Linked DNA regions of Mus musculus: region 1 is linked to region 2. A link is a contact called in public Hi-C data. All regions are on one chromosome and are shown on one strand. Each heading gives the region's core, a stretch centred on a gene start, on an enhancer-like site or on the middle of the called end of the contact. The rest is flanking DNA. Distances are from core to core; before and after follow the strand shown. Region 1 has its middle 33 kb from the start of Mir680-3. Region 2 overlaps Hdac9 (histone deacetylase 9).

The links. A called contact is a pair of places that touch in the nucleus more often than the background predicts.
Region 1: a contact with region 2 is called in a Hi-C map of DN2 thymocytes, with 6 times the contacts expected there. The contact joins two enhancer-like sites. A contact is called at or near these places in 2 of 39 promoter capture datasets (the 3T3-L1 cell line and the C10 cell line), 3 of 15 datasets of contacts at CTCF or cohesin (the NIH/3T3 cell line, large pre-B cells and pro-B cells), 38 of 484 Hi-C or Micro-C datasets (3T3-L1-derived adipocytes, the 4T1 cell line, the AML12 cell line and 28 more), 5 of 115 datasets of contacts at active chromatin or transcription factors (the 230-238 cell line, bone marrow-derived macrophages, large pre-B cells and 2 more) and 1 of 9 other capture datasets (adipose tissue).

Annotation. Positions count from the first base shown.
Region 1 is chr12:35,159,325-35,163,495 of GRCm38.p6, forward strand. No RefSeq gene overlaps it. Among named protein-coding and RNA genes, the nearest start is that of Mir680-3, 33 kb to the right of the region's middle. Within about 2 kb of position 1,962, at least 3 of the 459 cell types and tissues checked have an H3K27ac peak or open chromatin away from gene starts, as enhancers often do. A contact at or near this core is called in DN2 thymocytes, where this site is marked.
Region 2 is chr12:34,679,236-34,683,832 of GRCm38.p6, forward strand. All of the region lies in intron 3 of Hdac9 (histone deacetylase 9), which reads right to left. Among named protein-coding and RNA genes, the nearest start is that of Gm46347, 110 kb to the right of the region's middle. Within about 2 kb of position 1,461, at least 31 of the 459 cell types and tissues checked have an H3K27ac peak or open chromatin away from gene starts, as enhancers often do. A contact at or near this core is called in DN2 thymocytes, where this site is marked.

The DNA.
Region 1 (4,171 bases), core at 712-3,211, 480 kb after region 2:
CTGCTTCAGAAATGGAAAACACCCTCCCCCAAAATAAAATGAGGCCAAGACTGTGCTGAAATTTGTATGTGAATTTGCTTCAGGAAAGAGAGTAGGCATCTCAAACCAGAGGTGGGGAGCAAGGAGGCAGAGGAAGAAGGCAAGTTAAAGTTGTAAGTTGTCCTAAATAGGCATGTTTACATCCCACCTGTATGTCATTACAATCTTAAACTAGTCTACAAATTCACATTGTAAAGGAATCTTAGGAGCACCAGAAGAAAAGAGAATTCCTTGGCATTCCTGAAACGAGGAAGATGTTTCTAGTGATGACTTGAGAATCCAAGAGGCATGAAATGAAATGAAGGGTTCATTAAAATGCATAACAATCCCTCCAACTTGTAAATTATTCTTAAGCAAAGCTGACAACTTGTAATTAACCTGAAAGCCACCAAAATGCACACCGTATTCACAGGTCTCTCCCAAATTATTTTTAACAACATGCTTTTCACTAGAAAGGCTGTGTGGTATACAGCCTCATCTTGCTCTTCGGCTCAGTGGGGGCTTCTGGCACTTTTTCATAGTGTGTTTCACTGGGAGAATGGTTTCTTTCACCAGCCCACTTTTGATAAAAATGCCCCCCATCTTTTAGCATCAAGTCATTTTTCCCAAAAAGAAGAACTGCACTGTTTAGAAGTGCAGACTCAGGAGTTAACTGCCTATGGTTGAAGTTTTGGCTCTACTGGTTTCAATCTACATGGACTGGGTCTTGTTAATACAAAAATGCATCTGTCTCAGAATAAGAGGTAGTTTACTCCAGGGCTGAAAATGGGTCATTCTAGCCTGGAGGCACTCATTTAGTTTACTCAAAATAGCATGTTCCAATATAACAGTTTCATGAAGGTTTTATAAATCAATACACTTTTCAGATTTTTTTTTTTTGGTGAGACTGTCAGGTGGGTTATGCCAAAGCGAGGAAGACTGTTATAGACTCTAATGATCTAATGACATCCTTGTCCTTTGGCTTGCTGGAAGCTGATGGTGCATTTCATAAATATTTGTCTAATAATCACAAGCTTGGCTGTTAAGTCAAACATGGAAGTATCCAACCAGTGGCTACAAAGGGAGCTGAAGTAACCCATTTGGCTTTGACTGGTCTGACAATCCATGTCTCCACAATCTATGAATCAATTTGCCTTGAGGAATATTAAGAAAAAGTGTGGCTTTTAATTTTGGGAACTGCAGTTTACAGCCTTGAATGTATGCAAAGGATTTGATATTAATAATATCTACATGATACTGCTGTGATTATCTAGCCTGTTGCTATATAAAGGATTTAGAATAGCATCTGACCCAGGATAAGTATGATAGAAATGTCATGCCATCACTGTGCTCTAAACTATAGAAGTTTTGCTGATTTTATAAACATATGCCTTATCATAAAACTCTTTCTCCAAGCATGGTGTGGCCAGTGTAGTCCTGCAATGAGAACAGCTGTGGTAGCCTGCAGGAGATACAAGACTGTCCCCACTAACACGTGCTGCCCATCTTCACAGGTGCCAAGTAGTGAATGATGACCAGGAGAAGGACACTGCCCTCTCTTGATGTAGCCACCCTTGAGATGCCCACACTACTGGAAATTCAACTCATTGGTTGACCAAGGTAGACTTTGGTACAATAATTTCTTTGCTCTTATCTTGGTCTCTTGTCTGTGCTGAGCCGAATTTATTTCTCAAAGAAAGTGATGAGACAATCTTTCTGTATAATGTTAAGGCACCAACCCTGAGAGAAGTTAATGGGAGACCAAGGGAGACTTTGTGTCCTTACTGGGGCCAAGTGAGCGCCAAGGTAAGGCAATTGCTTCCTATGGTTTCCTCCTTTCCAGTGAAGAGCTGCTCAGAAGTGCTCCAGCCGGGATCCTTTCAGTGGGACGCTGGGCTCTGGAAACTGCGGTTTAATTACCTTGCTCTGGGATTGCCCTGCAGTGAGCAGCAGCATCTTAAGTTATGCTCCCCTGGGTGGATGACTCTGATGTTCATATATAAGGCCTTAGGGAAATTAGTCAGGTTCCAGTTCTTTAAAAGGTAAGCCATGGGTTTTCTATAACATCATAAACCAATCCAGAGGAGAGAAGCCCAGTAAGGTTCCAGAGTTCACGTTGCTAACTTTATTGAGATGCAATCACTTTGTAACTGTCTTCAGCACATTGCTCATCTGTGGTTTTCATCCTAATTTCTGTGGAGGTTAGGGGACTGTATTTCTAACCCTGAGCCCGGTGTGTGTATCCTTGATTGATTGATACAATCACGTTAATAGTATAATGCTGCTTTGAAATACTACAGAAAGGGAACGTTTGAAGGTTCAAGACTTACTGTTGTGCTATAAAATTGAAAATTGATGGTGTGTCAGAAAGTTATATGCATTGTAATTGTTCAATCCCAAACCCCAGATTATCAATTCTAAAGCTGGAAAAGTTTCTTAAGCTCATTGAGTGAGTCTGTGGGTGACATTGAGTACTGGAACAGGCACGCATTCATATGTCCAAGTGCACACTTGAAGGTCAGAGGACAATTCTCAAGAACCGGTTCTCTCCTGCCACCTTGTGGGATCTGATAACTTGAATTCATATTTGTCAGGCCAGCCTGCCAGTGTCTCTGTGCACTGAGCCATTTTGCCGACCATAAACTGTATTTTTGAAATGCATCATATGTAACTAAATCTCAGTAAAATTGACTATTAAAATAAAATAATTGATACCATGAAATAGATAATGCATCCACTTAATGCCGGAAGAACCAGTATTTATTCATGACAACATCGTGCTAATGATGAAGCCAGACCCATAAGAGGTCATCAGCTGCAAAGCCTGGATTCTGACAGTAGTATTTGTGATGAGCAAAGCTCCTGTAACAGAGAGAGAGAGAGCCAGGCGTGGGTTTGACATGGGATCTATGTCTTTAAACCTGGTGGGGAGCCTGAATTCTAATATACATTGCCCTGGTTCACCATTTTATTGAGGGGTAGTCTGAGGATGCAGAGGCAGACTGATGCTGAGAATCACAGAGTACTGGGGTACTGATCTATACGCTCTGACATATTGATTCATTTCAGAATCATGGGATGACACTGCTGAAGCAGCAGACACCTTGACTGCACTCCAGGTGTACTGACTTAAAAACAGAACACCATGGGACTTCCATCTTCTAGGTGGGATGAGGTAGAGATTCTGGTCATAACTGATAGGTCTCTGTATGCAGGGCCTTGTTGACCAAGGAGCTCAAGGCAACCCTGTTCTCAGCCTGGCCTTGGCAGCGGACTGATGGGGACAAGGAGTTGAACTCCTTGTTCTATTGCTTGGAGATTCCAGAGCAGAGCTCATGAAGAAGCATGCTTATCTCAGGGACCCAAAACATGGTTTGGCTTTAGTGTTATACCAACATACGTCCCATTTGTTTGTAGGACACAATCACTATGTTACCTGGGCTGTCTCTGAACTCCAGACCTTCCTGTCTCAACCTTCTAAGTAGTGGGATTATAGTTCTGATCCATGTCTGGCTGGTTTTTCCTTCTTCAGAGTAAGTCCATTGTGAGAATAGGAAGTGTTAAACATATTCACCCTAAGTATTAACCAAAATATTAATATACACTTGGATGTAATCAGTGCTAAGGGGTCATGATTCTGGACCTGCATATAGAGATCCACTTGGGCAGTTTTGCATCAATTGCAGTTGGGGTTATTATTAATACATGGTATCATATAAACCTATCATCAGCTCTATAAATTCCTGCCAGCCACCGTTGTACCTGAAGCAGAGAAATCACTAACATTGCTCTTGAAGGTTATAAAGCAAACCCACACACCACAGAGTTCTCAGTGATATTTGTGCCATTGCCCATTTCTCTGCCCCCTCCCCCCTGTGTCCTACAAGACTAATGCTTACATAAGCGTTAATAGAAACTGGGGAGGAGTGTTTAAGACAAGGTCTGCCTGGCTAATTTAGTGTCTCAAAATTAAAACTGCAGAGAGTTGGGATGTAGCTCAGTGCTAGGTATTTGCCCCAGGCTTTAAGATGCTGGGAAGCCTATGGGCAAAACTTTCTGGAGACTTTTCTAAAGGCACAAGTGTATAAAGGCCTGTACAAATAACAATTCTGGTGTTTATGATTTTAGTTAATATATAAGGTGGTATACAGTA
Region 2 (4,597 bases), core at 211-2,710:
CCAATGATGCATGAAACACCAACAGACTCAACTTGAAACACCCTGGCTGGAAAGCAGACCACCATTGGTTAGAAGCTGCATTCCTTCCCTTCCTGAACTTGAGTATTCATTAGTTGTATGAAGAAAACAATATTACAGAGAAGAACCCATGGTCAGGCAACTAGAGAGGGGCTTTAGTTTGTTTTTAGAGAAATCAGAGAGGGAGAGGGTTAGGGAAAGGGATGAAGAGGGGGAAGAAAATAAGACAGAGTAGGATGAGGAAGTAGAAGAAGAGGAGAGAATGCAATTTAAGCAAAGCTACAAGTCCCAGTTTAGAACAGCGGAGCTCTGTCTGTTCAGTGGGAGGCAGAAATCACCAAGGAAATGCTCCACAGGCCACGATCTAACATTCATTGGTCAATCATCTTGCCTGTGGAATGTTTGAGCTCTCATTTCTTTTGAAATTCTTAAGCTAGGAAATAATCAAAATGATTATTAAGCATCCATATATTATTTTCTTCCTTTCTAGAAACAGTTTCAGTCAGTACTGCAGAGAAACAGACAGCATTGGTTTTAAACCATTGAATGCACAGGTGACTTCCGGGTGTACTCCTGGAAGGTACAGGGAGCCTGGAGAGTCTGTTGTCTGTGCTGCTGCCCTGCTTCAGAGTCAGCATCAGGATGGATGCTTCCATTGACTGCTACCCTGCTTCAGACTCAGCATCAGGATGGATGCTTCCATTGACTGCTACCCTGCTTCAGACTCAGCATCAGGATGGATGCTCCCCTTGACTTCTAGCCCTGAGAAGAGTGAGCACCTGGCCATCCCCATTCCACTGAACTCACTCTTTCTGTTTCTGAGTTTATAATCATGAGCTTTTACATTTCAGGTAATCCTTCTGAGAACCTATTTATACCATCTAGCAGTGCTAGATAATGAGACACAGCACTTTTAAAAAGAAGTATTTATGGTCACTGACCCTGGCAACTTTGTTCTTCAAAGCAGAGCATCCATTCTGAGCTGCTTTGGCAGTTAAAATTGATAAAAATCAAAAAATAAAAACATGAAACATTTTGATTACATTCTGCAAGCAATGCTTCCGGATCAGAAGTCGCGCCTTATCACCCACTAAAGGAAAGTGCTGGTCTCTCTAGCTCCATTTACTCCATCTGAGCTTATTAGAGACATTTTACATTTTAATTGAAAATGTATTTACTTGAAATAAGCTAGTCGCCCATCACCTTTTCTTTTTATTAAAGAAGATCAGCTTTCTGTTTTGCTGCCAGAATCAGAGGTTAATAACAAAAGTAAAAGACAATTAAGTATGGATGTTTAAAATAAATGGGATTCAGAAATGGATGACATTCTTGATTGTTGGACTAAAATTAAACAGCTAATCTAAATATGACTGACGGGGATGTTGCTGAAGGAACAATTAAAACGGCAACTCTGAGAACTTCATCAAGGAAGTACTCTGTAATTTTCCACTTCACCCTGGGAGCCATAAGCAAGGCCTGTGAGTTGGTCCTGTCTGCTTATGGTTAGGGCAACAAAGAAGTCTGTTCTTAATTTTTCTGCTCGAGCTGTGGCCCAGTGTTATGTCTGGGAAAGCTCCCTTGATCTTAAATCTCCGTGATTCTCTTAAGGTGACTTGTCCCACGTTACCAAATCAGGAGCCCAGGGGCTGAAGCTGTGTCTTTGCTGTTTGTCTCAGGGTTATTCTTTCTTCATAGTCCAATTTGCATAACTTTATTGTTTTGTGGATTCTAAGCCTGTGAATTTATTACCAAGGCACCTGCCAGTGTTTCTGTATTTAAGAAACTGTCAGCAGTTTCTATTTTGGGGGTTTTAAGTTTGCTACAAAAATTCACTCTGGGTTGAATTTTGGCATGTGTTATAGGGTTACAAACCAAAAGTGAATTATTTTTAGAAAAAGGGAGGGAGCTGAGGGAAATAGTTCTTTCTTTTTTGCTTGAGGTATACAAAATGTAAAATAAAAACCAGAAGTTGGTGGTTACAAAAGGGTCCTAAGAGATTAATTCTCTTTTGTTTTTCTGACATTCACAGGCTTTCAACCCATTAACCCACATTGCAGACTAGTGTCCTGAGAGAGTGTGGCAAAATATTAAAACTATATGTCCTTTTGACAGGCAAGATGTGTTATGTACCCACTAATTTTAATAATGAAACACCAATTTGAGTAAAAGAATAGACTTACCAGAGATTAAACTAGAACCAGCCACCAGACTCAATCCACACATGCTTACTGTCAACATTCAAGAAGGCATCATGGCACCAGACAATCCACATGCCTACTGTCAACATACAAGACAGATATTACTGAGCCGGACAACTAGGGATATTCCAAGTCATGTGTCTTTAGAAGTTTTATCTCTGAAAAGAGTCTTCAAAACCTAAGTCTTTATTTTTGATAGATAAGAAACAGATAAAACTATCTATTCTTTTTGAAAATAATATTGAAAACGCTTATCATCCCCAAACATGAAACTATACATGTTTGGTGTAGTATCATGCCTTCACATTATCTTCACACAAGAAAATGAATCTTAGGCAATGAAATATCCAAAAAGTATCTTGTAAGTAACACACATACTATTTCCAATGCAAACATATTCTAGCTAGCTGAACAGAGTATCGATTTATTGATCACACGCCTCTTAAGCACCCTGTAAGGCTGGGCCCGGACACAGAAAGTCGGACTAGAAAGTTCAAATAATAGCGGGACAGTAAGGAGAATGTTTTTCCATTCCAAAAGTTTTTTGCTCTTCATTATTTTAAATTACATTTTTATTGTTTGAGAATTTCATACATACATACACATATATAATGTAGTTTCATCAGATACCAACTCCGAATCCCTCCTCTATAACTGACCCATCCCCAGATTTCATTTTCCTCCTAACTTCATTTGCTTTGTTTTTTTTTGTTTTGTTTTGTTTAATATTTTTTATTATTACGTATTTTCCTCAATTACATTTAGAATGCTATCCCAAAAGTCCCCCATACCCTCCCCCCCCCCACTTCCCTACCCACCCATTCCCACTTCTTGGCCCTGGCGTTCCCCTGTACTGGGGCATATAAAGTTTGCGTGTCCAATGGGCCTCTCTTCCCAGTGATGGCCGACTAGGCCATCTTTTGATACAGATGCAACTAGAGTCAAGAGCTCCGGGGTACTGGTTAGTTCATAATGTTGTTGCACCTACAGGGTTGCAGATCTCTTTAGCTCCTTGGATACTAAATGCATTGAATGCACTTACTGGTGTGTGTGTGTGTGTGTGTGTGTGTGTGTGCGTGTGTGTGTGTGTGCGTGCATAGATACAATTCCATCTACTAGAGAATGGGTAGCTTCTCCCAGATCATATCCTTGAAGAACTTGACTCTTGTTCCCCTAGCAGCCTAAATTAGTTGTCAAAAGTTCCTCAGTTAGGGGCAAGACTTAATGAGAACTGCCCATCCATGCTGGAATTTTAGCTGACTTGATTTTGAACAGGTCATGTGATATAGTCACACCTACTAATTCCACATGCGCAATGGCACTGTCATGTGCGGCAAGTAATTTCTCCACAGGTGTCCACAGTCTCTAGGTCTTGCAATTTTTTCTACCCTCTTTTGTAATGACACTTAAGCCTTAAAAGGAAAGGGTGTGATGCAGTTTCCATTTAGATCTGCACACAGCAGTCTCTTGTTCCCTGCATGTTGAGCAGTTGTAGGTCTCTGTATTAATCACAATCTATTGCAAAACAGAAGCGTCTCTGATGAAGGCTGAGAGATGAACTCATTTATGACAATAAAAGTTGGAGCTTAAGGATATGGTTTAGTAATAGGCAAACTAAATAGACAATGGGATGCATATAAAAATGGATAAAAGAGAAGTTTTTAAAAGGCAGGATCTATATGGAAGCACTATGGATGAGAAATGTATTCTCGCCTGTAGCCTGAGGATTATGGTCCCTTCAATACGGGTACTGCTCTACAAAATCCAGAGCATCAGGCCAGTGTCACCACACACATGATCCTATAACGGAGGACTCCGAACCCCATATTCTCCGAGGGGCCCAGTTCTGATCTGATCCCCTGGAAAGTTCCTGTGCAGCGCTGGGTCAGTCTCCACGAGCATCTCAAGTACTCACTTAGAAAGGAAAAATTCCCATCTCGCAATACATTTGAATGACGGCATACATATTAACAGCTTGCAGGTTTAGATAATGGAAGCCTAGCTCTGCATGACTTCCAATTTCAATATGCTAACCAAGTGCTGGATTTTCATTGCAAAGCTCCAGGCCCAGGACCTGTGAGTCCAGCCTCAACACCTCACAGGCACTTTTTAATAACACATTAAAGGGAAGGCCAAGGCACCCTGGAAGGCCCTGGCAGGCAGCCACTTCTCCTATTAGTAAGCTTAAGTTACACTGTGGTGTTCTCTCCGGTTTCAACAGGAACCTAACTTCAAAGAGAAAATGGGCATGACTTACATTTTTATGATTTCATTTTATTTTAATGAATTAAAAAAGCAAAGTACGGGTCTCTGAACACCTCATGTCCACTCGTCTCCTAGTCATAATTACAACTTGAATAAATATTTTCCTAAACACTTTT